Linked DNA regions of Mus musculus: region 1 is linked to region 2. Evidence: chromatin contacts called from public HiChIP or PLAC-seq data. All regions are on one chromosome and are shown on one strand. Each heading gives the region's core, a stretch centred on a gene start, on an enhancer-like site or on the middle of the called end of the contact. The rest is flanking DNA. Distances are from core to core; before and after follow the strand shown. Region 1 overlaps Rara (retinoic acid receptor, alpha). Region 2 holds the start of Msl1 (male specific lethal 1).

Region 1 (5,328 bases), core at 2,223-4,722, 170 kb after region 2:
CCATCTTACTCATACTGGTCTCTGGGCACGCATGTGGCTAACCCTTCCTGGCCGCTCTGGCCGGGACATCTGCTCTCTACCTGATTGGTGGCAGGGCCTCTGCCCTAGTTCCTTCCCACAATGATAAGGGCCTCGAAGCTGTGCATCCACAGTACTTGGGGCGCCTGACCCTGGAAGGAACCTTAGGCTGGAATAGCTATCTCTGAGTGTAAGATCGAGGTCAAGGGTAGTTAGTGTAAGACAGTGCTGGTCCTGTCTGGTTTGTCCTGTCTTGTGCTACCTGGTCAGTCAGTTTCTGTGCTAACTTAACTTACAATGCAGAACCCCGGACAGCCTGGCTTTTCTGTGCCTGTCTAGTGTGTTTGTCTCGGTGGTGAATGTCTCGCTCGCAAGGATGAGCATGCCGCCCCTCCTCGGCCTCACGAGTGTGCATGACTGCACAGTCCCTTCTTGGCCTCATGAGTGTGTGAGTGTGTAACTGTGCATAGTCCCTTGTTGGCTTCCTGCTGCTGGTTTTTTTGTTTGTTTGTTTGTTTTGTTTTTTTTGTTTTTTTGGGGGGGGGACAGTCTTTTGAGACAAAGTGTCTCTATTATGCAGCTCTGGTTGTCCTGGAACTCTATATAGACCAGGCTGAAGTCAGACTCTCAGAAATCCACTTGGCTTCAAGCCTCCCAAGTGCTGGGATTAAAGGAACTCTTTACCACACCCAGCTCATCCTGCTGTCTTTTCATGCTGTGTCCTGAGTCCAGGCTGTGAGTTCCAGATGCCTCCTTTCCCATCTCCAACCTTGTGTGTCCTGTGTCCTCTGCAGCCCTGAGTCTTTGTCTCTGAAAAAAAAAATCAGGTACAGGGATGTTGGCTAGGGAAGACTCCAGGCCAGCCTGTGAGATAGCGACAGGCTTGGGCTCTCCCAGAGAGCATCTTTTCAAAAGAGTCATCCTCCCCCATTTTTCTACCATTATTACATAGGCCATAGCAAAAGCTTAGGGGTAGCTGCTAGGCTGCTCCCGCTGTGGGTGTGGATAACCCGTCTCCTTCTCCTGTCCCCAGGGCTTCTTCCGACGAAGCATCCAGAAGAACATGGTGTATACGTGTCACCGGGACAAGAACTGCATCATCAACAAGGTGACCCGGAACCGCTGCCAGTACTGCCGGCTGCAGAAATGTTTCGACGTGGGCATGTCCAAGGAGTGTGAGTGTCGCAGGGCCAGGGGCCAAGCCCCGCCCAAGGTGGGGCGTGCAGGGGTGCTGTGTGTGTGTGTGTGTGTGTGTGTGTGTGTGTGTGCCTGTGTATACATGTGGGAACATGTGTGCCGCGGCAGGCGGGCAAGCTTCTAGTTAAGGATGCTTTGTAGATAACACCACAAACCTGGGAGTCTGGCTGGCTGCGTGTCCATGGATCGTTTGGTGTTAAGCCCAGAATGCACAGAGCGGTCCCCTTAGCATGGTGGTTGCTTGCATGCCTGCTTGTGTATGGGGTGCCTGCCCCCAGGATAGCTTTCTTCTGGGTTTTGCTTGGCTTTGGGTGTGGCTCAGTAGCTTATCCCAGTCCCTCCTGTATCTTAAGGGAGAGGCCTGAACTCGAAAAGGTGTGAAGTTGGTCTGTATGTATGGGGGGGCTGACATAGGACCCCCTGAAGCCATTGTCTGGATAAACCTGGAACCCTGAGTTGGAAGAGAATTGGGCTTCTCAGATCCCAGAGGAAAGGGGGTTTCCAGTTTGGGCTCAGCTGAGGCCCTGACGGAGGGAGGGACAGAGGGGAGGGCTGGACGGGGAGACCCTCTTGTGTTGAATCATGGGTGTTGCCGTGGTGACCAGTGATTGATGATGTCAGAGATAAATGACGCTGACAGACGCCTCCTTGTCTGCGTGGCCGTTGCCATGGAGCCCGAGCCTTGGGGGATGAGGTGGGGGAGGGGGCTGCAAGACCCCCTCCAGCCCTTTGTGGGGAGGGGTGCTGAGAAAGATGGTTCTGACTAATGCACCAGCAGCCCCAGCCAGGAATTGGGGAGCTGGATATCCTGCTGCCTCCTGTCACCAGAGACACGGGAGTGCTGGTCTTGTACTCAGGAAGTAGTGACTAGTGACGGTCCTCTGCAGAGTCTGTGACAACTTGGGACGTGCAGAACTGAGACCTTTTGGTAAAGGGGCCGTCACTTCCTTCTCCCTTTGCCCCACCTTCCTTCTTTGAACTATTAGAACAGGACGAGGGTGGGGACCCCCTCTCCTTCCCACAACAACTCCCCCTTTCTTTCTCTCCCTCCTCTCCCTCTCCCGGCTGCTCCGTGCCCCGGAGCTGAGCAGCTGCCATTTCAATAGAATTAAAGCTTCCGAATGATAAACGTCTTGTCACAGCTGCAATTTTCTCTTCCCAAATTATCCCCCACTCTGCCTCTCCCTTCTCTCCCCTGCACTTTATTGAATTTGCAGAATCGACATGAGTGATCTCCAAATTATGCCAGCTTCCCCCCCCATCACCCCCCCCCCGTCCCCTCCCTGGACCCCCACCCCCACCCTTCCTTCCTCCCGCGTCAGCAGCCGCCACGGAGGCCCTGTGAGTGATTGTGTGTCTGGGATAATCGGCTGGTAACGACCCCATCGCTTCTTTAAAGCCCGAGCGGTGTGTGCGGCTCAGCGCCCCCCTCCCAGCGATCTGTCAGCTCCCCGGCTAATGGGCCAAGAGATTCTTCTGCCAGGGGGCCCCCATTCTCTGGTTGGGGAGCCTTATTCCCTGCCTGCCCAGGGAAGCTGCTTTGAGCCAGTCTTAGGAATCCCCCAGGGAGATCGCTGCCAGGAGAGCTGGGACAGCAGGGATTCCTGGCAGGCACCAAAGCGGGGACTCAGTGTGTGTGACTGCCAACCTGGGCACATGTTCTTAGAGTGTGGGCTGCTGCCATGGGTGCATGACGACAGGGTACCACACACTGGCGGAGGGCATATGTGCACATGTGTGGTGTGGCCTCAGCCACAGTCCCAGGCCCTAAAATAGGATTTAGGATATGAGTCAGACAGGTTAGTGTGGGGCACTGTTTTGTGGATCTGTCTGTCTGTCTGTGTGTGTCTGTCTGGGTGGTGGACAGCATAGGCTGGACGACCCCGAGCCAAAAGCAGTCACTCTCTAACCAACCCATGTCCCCCCTTCCACCCCTCCCTCCCCCCAGCGGTGCGAAACGATCGAAACAAAAAGAAGAAAGAGGCACCCAAGCCCGAGTGCTCAGAGAGCTACACGCTGACGCCTGAGGTGGGCGAGCTCATTGAGAAGGTTCGCAAAGCGCACCAGGAGACCTTCCCGGCCCTCTGCCAGCTGGGCAAGTACACTACGGTATGCCAGCCGCGAGGGGTACTGCACACCCAGGCCGCCTCTGCTGCCCTTCCCCTGTCTCCTCCTACACTGTCAGGAAGTGTAGGCTGAGCAGAGGGCGAAAGGCAGCGAGCGGCCAGGCTGAAGCGGGTGCCAGTGCCGTAGCTGAGGCCCTGACCCTCCCTGCCTCCCCCAGAACAACAGCTCAGAACAACGAGTCTCCCTGGACATTGACCTCTGGGACAAGTTCAGTGAACTCTCCACCAAGTGCATCATTAAGACTGTGGAGTTCGCCAAGCAGCTTCCCGGCTTCACCACCCTCACCATCGCCGACCAGATCACCCTCCTCAAGGCTGCCTGCCTGGATATCCTGGTGAGAGTCTGCCCCTGCTCTCCAGCCGGGTTCCGGCCCTTGTAGGATCTGTTCCCAGCCAGATGGCCACTTTCCCCGATGCTTTCCCCCGAATCCAAATCCCCCACCGCTCACGTTGGGCCACTTTCTTCCACTCCTGTGGGCACCTTGTCCACTTAGCTGTGTTGTGGGAAGGTGGCATTATCCTGGGAACAGGAAGTAGAAAGGTCTGCTGCTGGGACACAGTGCTGGATGGAGTTGGCACGCCAGAGCGTTTGGTGGCCTGAGTTGTGAGCGGGATGCTGGACGTAATAAGAACTGTCACGAGTGAAGGCTAAGAGGAGGACTCCCCATAATCACTCTCAGGGGTTCAGTCCACCACCTATTCCTTCAAAGACACATCCTAGGTGGAGAACTAGAAGTGTGGAGAGGCTTCTGGGAAGGGAAGGTCATCAAGTGCCGGGTCCCCAGTGCACAGATGGGGGAGGCGCCATTGGGTACGAACTGTTGGGGTTGAATGGGATGGTCCTAGGAACAGATCTGCCTTGTTTCTTGCTGGCTGGAAACTCCTTTCCCTCGTGATTTCTCTATACGAAGGCAGCGTGGCCTAGATCTGCTGCCCGGAGCAGTAGCGGTGGAGATGCGCGCCTATTTAAATTTAATTACAATTAGACTCAGTTCAGTCCCTCCGTTGCATTAGCCACTTCTCGAGTGCTCGGTAGCCACATGGGGCCGGTGGCTACTGCCTCGGATGCTGCAGACAGAACCTTTCCATCACTGGAGGAAATTCTTGTCAGCCAGCCATGCTCTGGCTGCTTGCCAGGGCAAGAGAGAGGCCTCTGGGGATGCTGGAACTGGTGTGCCAGGGGCTGCTGGGCCAGAAGGTGGGGGCGCCTCCAGCCTCTGAACCTTGTGTACACCCTCTGCACCCAGATTCTGCGAATCTGCACGCGGTACACGCCTGAGCAAGACACAATGACCTTCTCAGATGGACTGACCCTGAACCGGACTCAGATGCACAACGCTGGCTTTGGCCCCCTCACCGACTTGGTCTTTGCCTTCGCCAACCAGCTGCTGCCCCTGGAGATGGACGATGCTGAGACTGGACTGCTCAGTGCCATCTGCCTCATCTGTGGAGGTGGGTGAGGCGCTGGTGGCTCTCAGGAGGCATGTGGAGGCCTGGAGGGGCAGGTCCGGACTCTGGGCACACAAGACCAGGGTCTCAGGCAGCAAGCACCAGTCTAGAATAAGCTCCGAAGGTCTGTGATCTTCATCTGAGACCTGGGTCAAGAATAAGACCCAGGCCGGACGTGGTGGCGCACGCCTTTAATCCCAGCACTCGGGAGGCAGAGGCAGGTGGATTTCTGAGTTTGAGGCCAGCCTGGTCTACAGAGTGAGTTCCAGGACAGCCAGAGCTATACAGAGAAACCCTGTCTCGAAAAACAAAAACAAACAAAAAGAATAAGACCCAGTTAACAGTTAATGTTAATTATTATTTTATTCCATGTCACACTGCTGTAGTAATGATGGTGACCTGCTGGGACGTCCCTGCTTTCTATGAGGAGCGCTACCCGTGTTGGGCCAGGGGTGTCCATCTCCACCACCATAGCTGCTGAGCTTTGAGAAGCCCACACCCCACTCTTTTTTTTAGAGTAGAAAGCTTCTCTTCTTGC
Region 2 (5,087 bases), core at 938-3,437:
AGGAGAGGGTCCACAGAAAGCCGTAAGAGTTCTCCAGTCCACAGCAGCTTGAAGGGCCAGGTCCTTCAGACCATTACACTTTTAATCCAAGTGATCTTATGATCTTATATTATGACCTTAAATCTATCAGGATCACTACAAATGACCGGGGAAGACTTAGGCAGAGGTTGAAATCATGAGACAAATCACAAGCATTTCATAATTAAAACAATAAACAGAAAAGCAGAGGTGGCAGCTTACATCAAGGTAGAGTTGTGGCGAAGATGTAAAATGTACTAGCTTGGATTTTTAAAGTAAGATGGACTGACTTAACTGGAAACAGGATTTAGGTGCAGAGTCGAAAGCTTGAGTCTGAAGTGCATATCAGACATCCAGTTGGCCATATTCTAGGGAGTTGGAGATAGGATTTTGGAGTAAGGGTCCAACAAGCCACAAATCTGGGAGGTTATCAGGATAGTGAGGTGGTAGTCTTCACACTGAAAAAGACCACATTCTACAAACTTCTTTCTAATCCTGCCCTTCCTTCTACTGCCTTCCTGTGCAGTTCTGAGGCCCACCTGATGGAAAGAGGACGGGGACTCAGGACTTTCATACCCATGAAGTTTTTCAGTGTTTCATGCTTAGAGCCCACAAAGCAGAAGCAGTTTCTAACTAAATTTCGCATTGAACCAGGTGTCCTTGTTTTCTCTGTACAACTTATCGTTTATTTATTTATAGAGACAAGATCTGCTTGCTCGCATTGAGACATTTATTTATTTATTTAGACAAGGTATATGTAGCCCTGTCCTGGAACTTGCTATGTGAACCAAGATGGCCCCGAACTCACACATTCTCCTGTCTTTGCCTCACAAGGGCTGGGGTTAAAGGTGTAGACCACTATACCTATCTCCTATAAAAAAATTTTAGAAGTGCACTTCAGACAGATAAGCAACCAATTAATTTACAACTATGTACATGTTTTTTCCATAGGGAACTATGAGGACTTAGTGGCTAAAGTTGCTTGGAAAATTAAGGCACACAGACACTATGAACCTGGAGAATTGGGAAGTGCTCCAATAGAAGGCCCTAAAGAACACTTAGTCCTAACACCGGCATACATCTCTCCATAGATTTCTTGAATCTTTTTCCAGAAGATGCTAGGAGTAGCTACAGCTTAAGAAGGCTGGAGACATGGCTGCTTGGGAAACAACTGTCGGTAGTTGGCAGTACTTCACCCCAAGGTTGTGCTTACAACTCCCTGGGCAGCAGACATCATGGATTTTGCTGCTTCTGGGAACCAGAGGTCCCTCCATTTCTGTGCTGGATCCCTTAGAGACAAAGAACTTCACTTCTTTCCCCAACCCATGTGGGACCGCCAGGGAGCCTAGAGGGTGGAAGCTTGACTTCTACTCCATGAAACAGCCGCAGGCTCCAAGGGAGCCTGGGTCGGGGCCGGTCCCGAAGGCGCGCGGGGCTCCGGTGTGGGCCAGGCGCGTAGCCAGGTCGCCAGGGAAGGGCTATCCGACGAAGGCCGGCTCAGCAGAGCGGTCGGTAGGCGTCCGCGAGGGGCGGGAGCATCTACCTCCTTCCTTCCTCCCCAACCCCATTCTCTCGCACTTGGTTTTGCCGGGGATCCTCCGCATTCCCCAACCACCAGCGGCCGCCCTCGCCCTTCTTCCCTCCCCAGCCCGCCCCTGCCTCGGCAGCCCACCTTCGCCCGCTCCTGCGTCCTCGCCCTCGTCCCCGACCTCCCCTCGTGGGCCCCCGCGCCTCGGTCCCCTCCCCCTCGCGGCGGCAGCGGTAGCCGCGGCCCCTTTCACAATAGCGCTACCCGCCTCCCTCCTCTCCGCTCCCGGTTCGCTCCCGCCCGCTGCCCTCTCGGCGCATGCGCGCTCCGGTCGGCGGTGGCGGCGGCTGCGGCGGCTCCGTTTTTTTTAAAGGGAAACGCCGAGGAGTCGGGGGTGACTGTGGGGGAGGGGGACCCGGCGGCGCGGAGAACCCCCGGGGGAGGCGGCAGACCCCCCCTCCCGGAGTAGGAGGGCTCTGGGCGGACCCGTCCCTCCCACCCCCTCCCGAGGAGGAGCAAGGGGGGGGAAATGGAGGCTCGGGGCGGCTGAGGCGAGCTCCGGGGCGGGGGGCCGGGGCGGGGAAGGGGGGGTGCGGGGTGGGGAGACGAGGCGGGCCCGGCCGGGCAGGGGGGGCCGAAGCGAGCTCCGGGGATGAGCTCGGGGGCGGCTGGGTGCGAGCTCCTGCCTCTGCGGCGAAGGCGACGGTGGCGGCAGCAGAGGCGGCGGCGAGGCCACCATGGGTCGGCGGCGGGCCTCAGCTGCGGCCTCCACTTCTCCGCTCGCCGGCGGGATGGCGCCCGGGCCTCGGAGAAGCCGCGTTAGCGGAGGCCTGCGGCTGCTCTGCTGAGCCGAGCCCGCCAAACTCCCCTCCCCCTCCTCCGTCCTCGACCCCCCGCACCTCGCCCCTTCCCCACCCCCTCCTCCGTCTCGGTCCCCCGCGCTGCTCCGGACCACTATGACCATGAGATCCGCAGTGTTCAAGGCGGCCGCGGCCCCTGCCGGCGGCAACCCCGAGCAGCGACTGGACTACGAGCGGGCTGCGGCGCTGGGCGGGCCCGAGGACGAGTCCGGGGCGGCCGAAGCCCATTTCCTCCCCCGGCATCGTAAGCTCAAGGAGCCGGGGCCCCCGCTGGCCTCTTCCCAGGGCGGGAGCCCCTCGCCCTCTCCAGCCGGCTGCGGCGGCGGCAAGGGCCGGGGCTTGTTACTCCCAGCCGGGGCGGCCCCCGGGCAGCAGGAAGAGAGCTGGGGCGGTTCGGTGCCCTTGCCCTGTCCGCCCCCAGCTACTAAACAAGCCGGCATCGGCGGGGAGCCAGTCGCAGCCGGCGCTGGCTGCAGCCCCCGGCCCAAGTATCAGGCGGTGCTGCCCATTCAGACGGGCTCTATCGTGGTGGCGGCGGCCAAAGAGCCTACGCCCTGGGCTGGGGACAAGGGTGGGGCGGCTCCCCCAGCTGCCACCGCCTCGGACCCGGCGGGACCCCCACCACTACCTCTGCCCGGGCCACCACCCCTCGCGCCCACCGCCACTGCTGGGACCCTGGCGGCCAGTGAGGGCAGATGGAAGAGTATAAGGAAGAGCCCTCTCGGGGGTGGCGGCGGCTCGGGAGCCTCCAGTCAGGCCGCCTGCCTCAAACAGATCCTTCTGCTGCAATTGGACCTCATCGAACAGCAGCAGCAGCAGTTGCAGGCCAAGGAGAAGGAGATAGAGGAGCTGAAGTCCGAGAGAGATACGGTACGGGAGGGGTTAATCTGCATTAGGGATGGAGAGCGAGCTCTGCGCATGCTCGGGGGAAGGGGGCTGTAGGAGGCAGAGGTCCCCGCTCGGTTAGGGTTAGAGGAAGTTGGCCACCAGCTAAAGAGTGCCTTAGATGTTGGGTCGTTAGGAGCCTGGCATCACTGACACGTTGGGTCGGAAGGAAGGGTTAAAGGGCAACCTGTGTGTGTGTGGTGGGGGGTGTTATGGGAGGCTTCGGTTGCCAAAGGGTTAATTTAAAACGACAGCCCCACACTTGTGGGAAAGACGTTTAGAGTGGGAAAGACCTGATTTACGAGGGGTTAAAAATGATAGGGTGGGGTGCAGATGTGGCTGTATGGCAGGGGTTGTATTCAAGCGCTGTTGCCTTAGCTGTGCATTGGAGAGGAGGCTATAACAGCTGTTGCCGTAACCACCGCTGTTGCATCTTTAGACAGGAGGGTTGTCATAGGTCTTTTGGTCGGTAGAGGGTAAAGATGGTGTACGTGGAATCCTGTTTTAGCTCTCCTAAATGAGAATCACTGCCTTTGATTTCAGAGAGTTTCTAGTAGAAAATCTGAGTTATAAAACACTACCCGCTGACCACGTCCCTTGACTAAGCTGGCAGATTTTGAGACATAAGCTTATTCGATGTATTCTGTAAACCCTTCCACCTCCCAGACCTGTTTTTGAATCTTGAGGTATTAGAAAAGTTGTTGGTTATTTCTTTGTACTCCTGGAAAGCATGACTCCATAGGCTTGCTTGCATGAGCAGCAGCCTTGGGCACACATGTTAAGCACACTCCCTCACACCTCAGGGCCGCTGGGGTGGTGGGTGCTACAGTGGTAACATACCTTTTAGACGCCTAAAAATAAACATGGCTTCTACAGTGCGCTCAGGCCCTGCTCCCCCCTCCCTCCCTCCTGGCTCCTCTTACTCTGGGGCTTCACGCACCACAGGCTGAGCATGGGAGCAGAAGAGCTGTTCATTTTGTTTGCTTCCTAAATAAGTCGCCATCAGGCCTCTGTTTGATTGGAGAGTGCCTTCTGCAAGGTGGAACAGGAGCTGGGGCAGGTCTTGTTGAAATACCTCAGTGTTGCTTTGTGGAAGTAACTCAGCATGGAGTGGCACTGCTCAGCACTGTACTGCAGTCTACGGTGTGATGGCCCTGCCGTAAAAACACAACATATCCTTCCTTTCATGGGAAGGGGGTGGGAAGAGAAGGATCAGTAAAGGAGAAGAAATGAAGACTATGTCACCCACGAAACATGGCTAAGTAATGCTAAGGCTGTGAATCAGAACACAGGTGACACGAGTGGCTGGCAGGGGGCGGGGGGACACTACTGCAGCTGGAGGGTTGTGCTGAGTTCTTGAGGTGATGCCTTCTTTGGCCTCCTTCATAGGCTTTTCAAGGTAGGAAAAAGTGGGGTGAGTTAATGCTAAGGCATTGGTCTGAGCTTGGCATTCACGGCTTCTGTCATGTACTACAGTCTTAGCCCTGCTTAGGCCTGCTCTTATTCTAGTCATTGTTTGGCCTCTGCTGAAGTCAATGCCATGGCAGTAAGAGAGCAGCAGTGACGTCACTCACTAACCAAGGCAAAACTCTTGTCTTGTGCTATAAGCAGCACAGTCACCTTTTTGTCAAAACTGAGTTAATACCAAGTTTCTGATGACAATAGACTTCCATTTTGTTTGATTTTTGTGGTTCTCTTTAATTAGAATGTAATTTTGATAAATATTTAGATAATATTTTCCCGTTATCTCCAACACAAAGCAGAATCTATATATGTCATGTGTGTTGGGATTATAT

The links. HiChIP or PLAC-seq counts read pairs in DNA pulled down with a chosen protein or histone mark.
Region 1: an H3K4me3 HiChIP or PLAC-seq map of embryonic forebrain shows a contact between it and region 2, with 2.3 times the contacts expected there. The contact joins the enhancer-like site here to the promoter of Msl1 in region 2. A contact is called at or near these places in 12 of 39 promoter capture datasets (3T3-L1-derived adipocytes, the C10 cell line, cranial neural crest and 8 more), 15 of 484 Hi-C or Micro-C datasets (the Ba/F3 cell line, CD8 T cells, the HL-1 cell line and 6 more), 9 of 115 datasets of contacts at active chromatin or transcription factors (embryonic forebrain, embryonic limb bud, embryonic stem cells and 5 more) and 4 of 9 other capture datasets (adipose tissue, liver, macrophages and 1 more).

What each region holds. Positions count from the first base shown.
Region 1 is chr11:98,966,994-98,972,321 of GRCm38.p6, forward strand. It overlaps Rara (retinoic acid receptor, alpha), which reads left to right. Exons shown (of 9, transcript NM_009024.2): 4 at 1,052-1,193; 5 at 3,164-3,324; 6 at 3,500-3,676; 7 at 4,589-4,793. Among named protein-coding and RNA genes, the nearest start is that of Gjd3, 13 kb to the right of the region's middle. Within about 2 kb of position 3,473, at least 74 of the 459 cell types and tissues checked have an H3K27ac peak or open chromatin away from gene starts, as enhancers often do. A contact at or near this core is called in CD8 T cells, the N1E-115 cell line, cortical neurons and 5 more, where this site is marked.
Region 2 is chr11:98,793,329-98,798,415 of GRCm38.p6, forward strand. It overlaps Msl1 (male specific lethal 1), which reads left to right and starts at 2,188. Exons shown (of 9, transcript NM_028722.3): 1 at 2,188-3,276. The coding sequence starts at 2,503. It overlaps Gm12359 (predicted gene 12359), which reads right to left. Exons shown (of 3, transcript NR_033551.1): 3 at 4,981-5,087.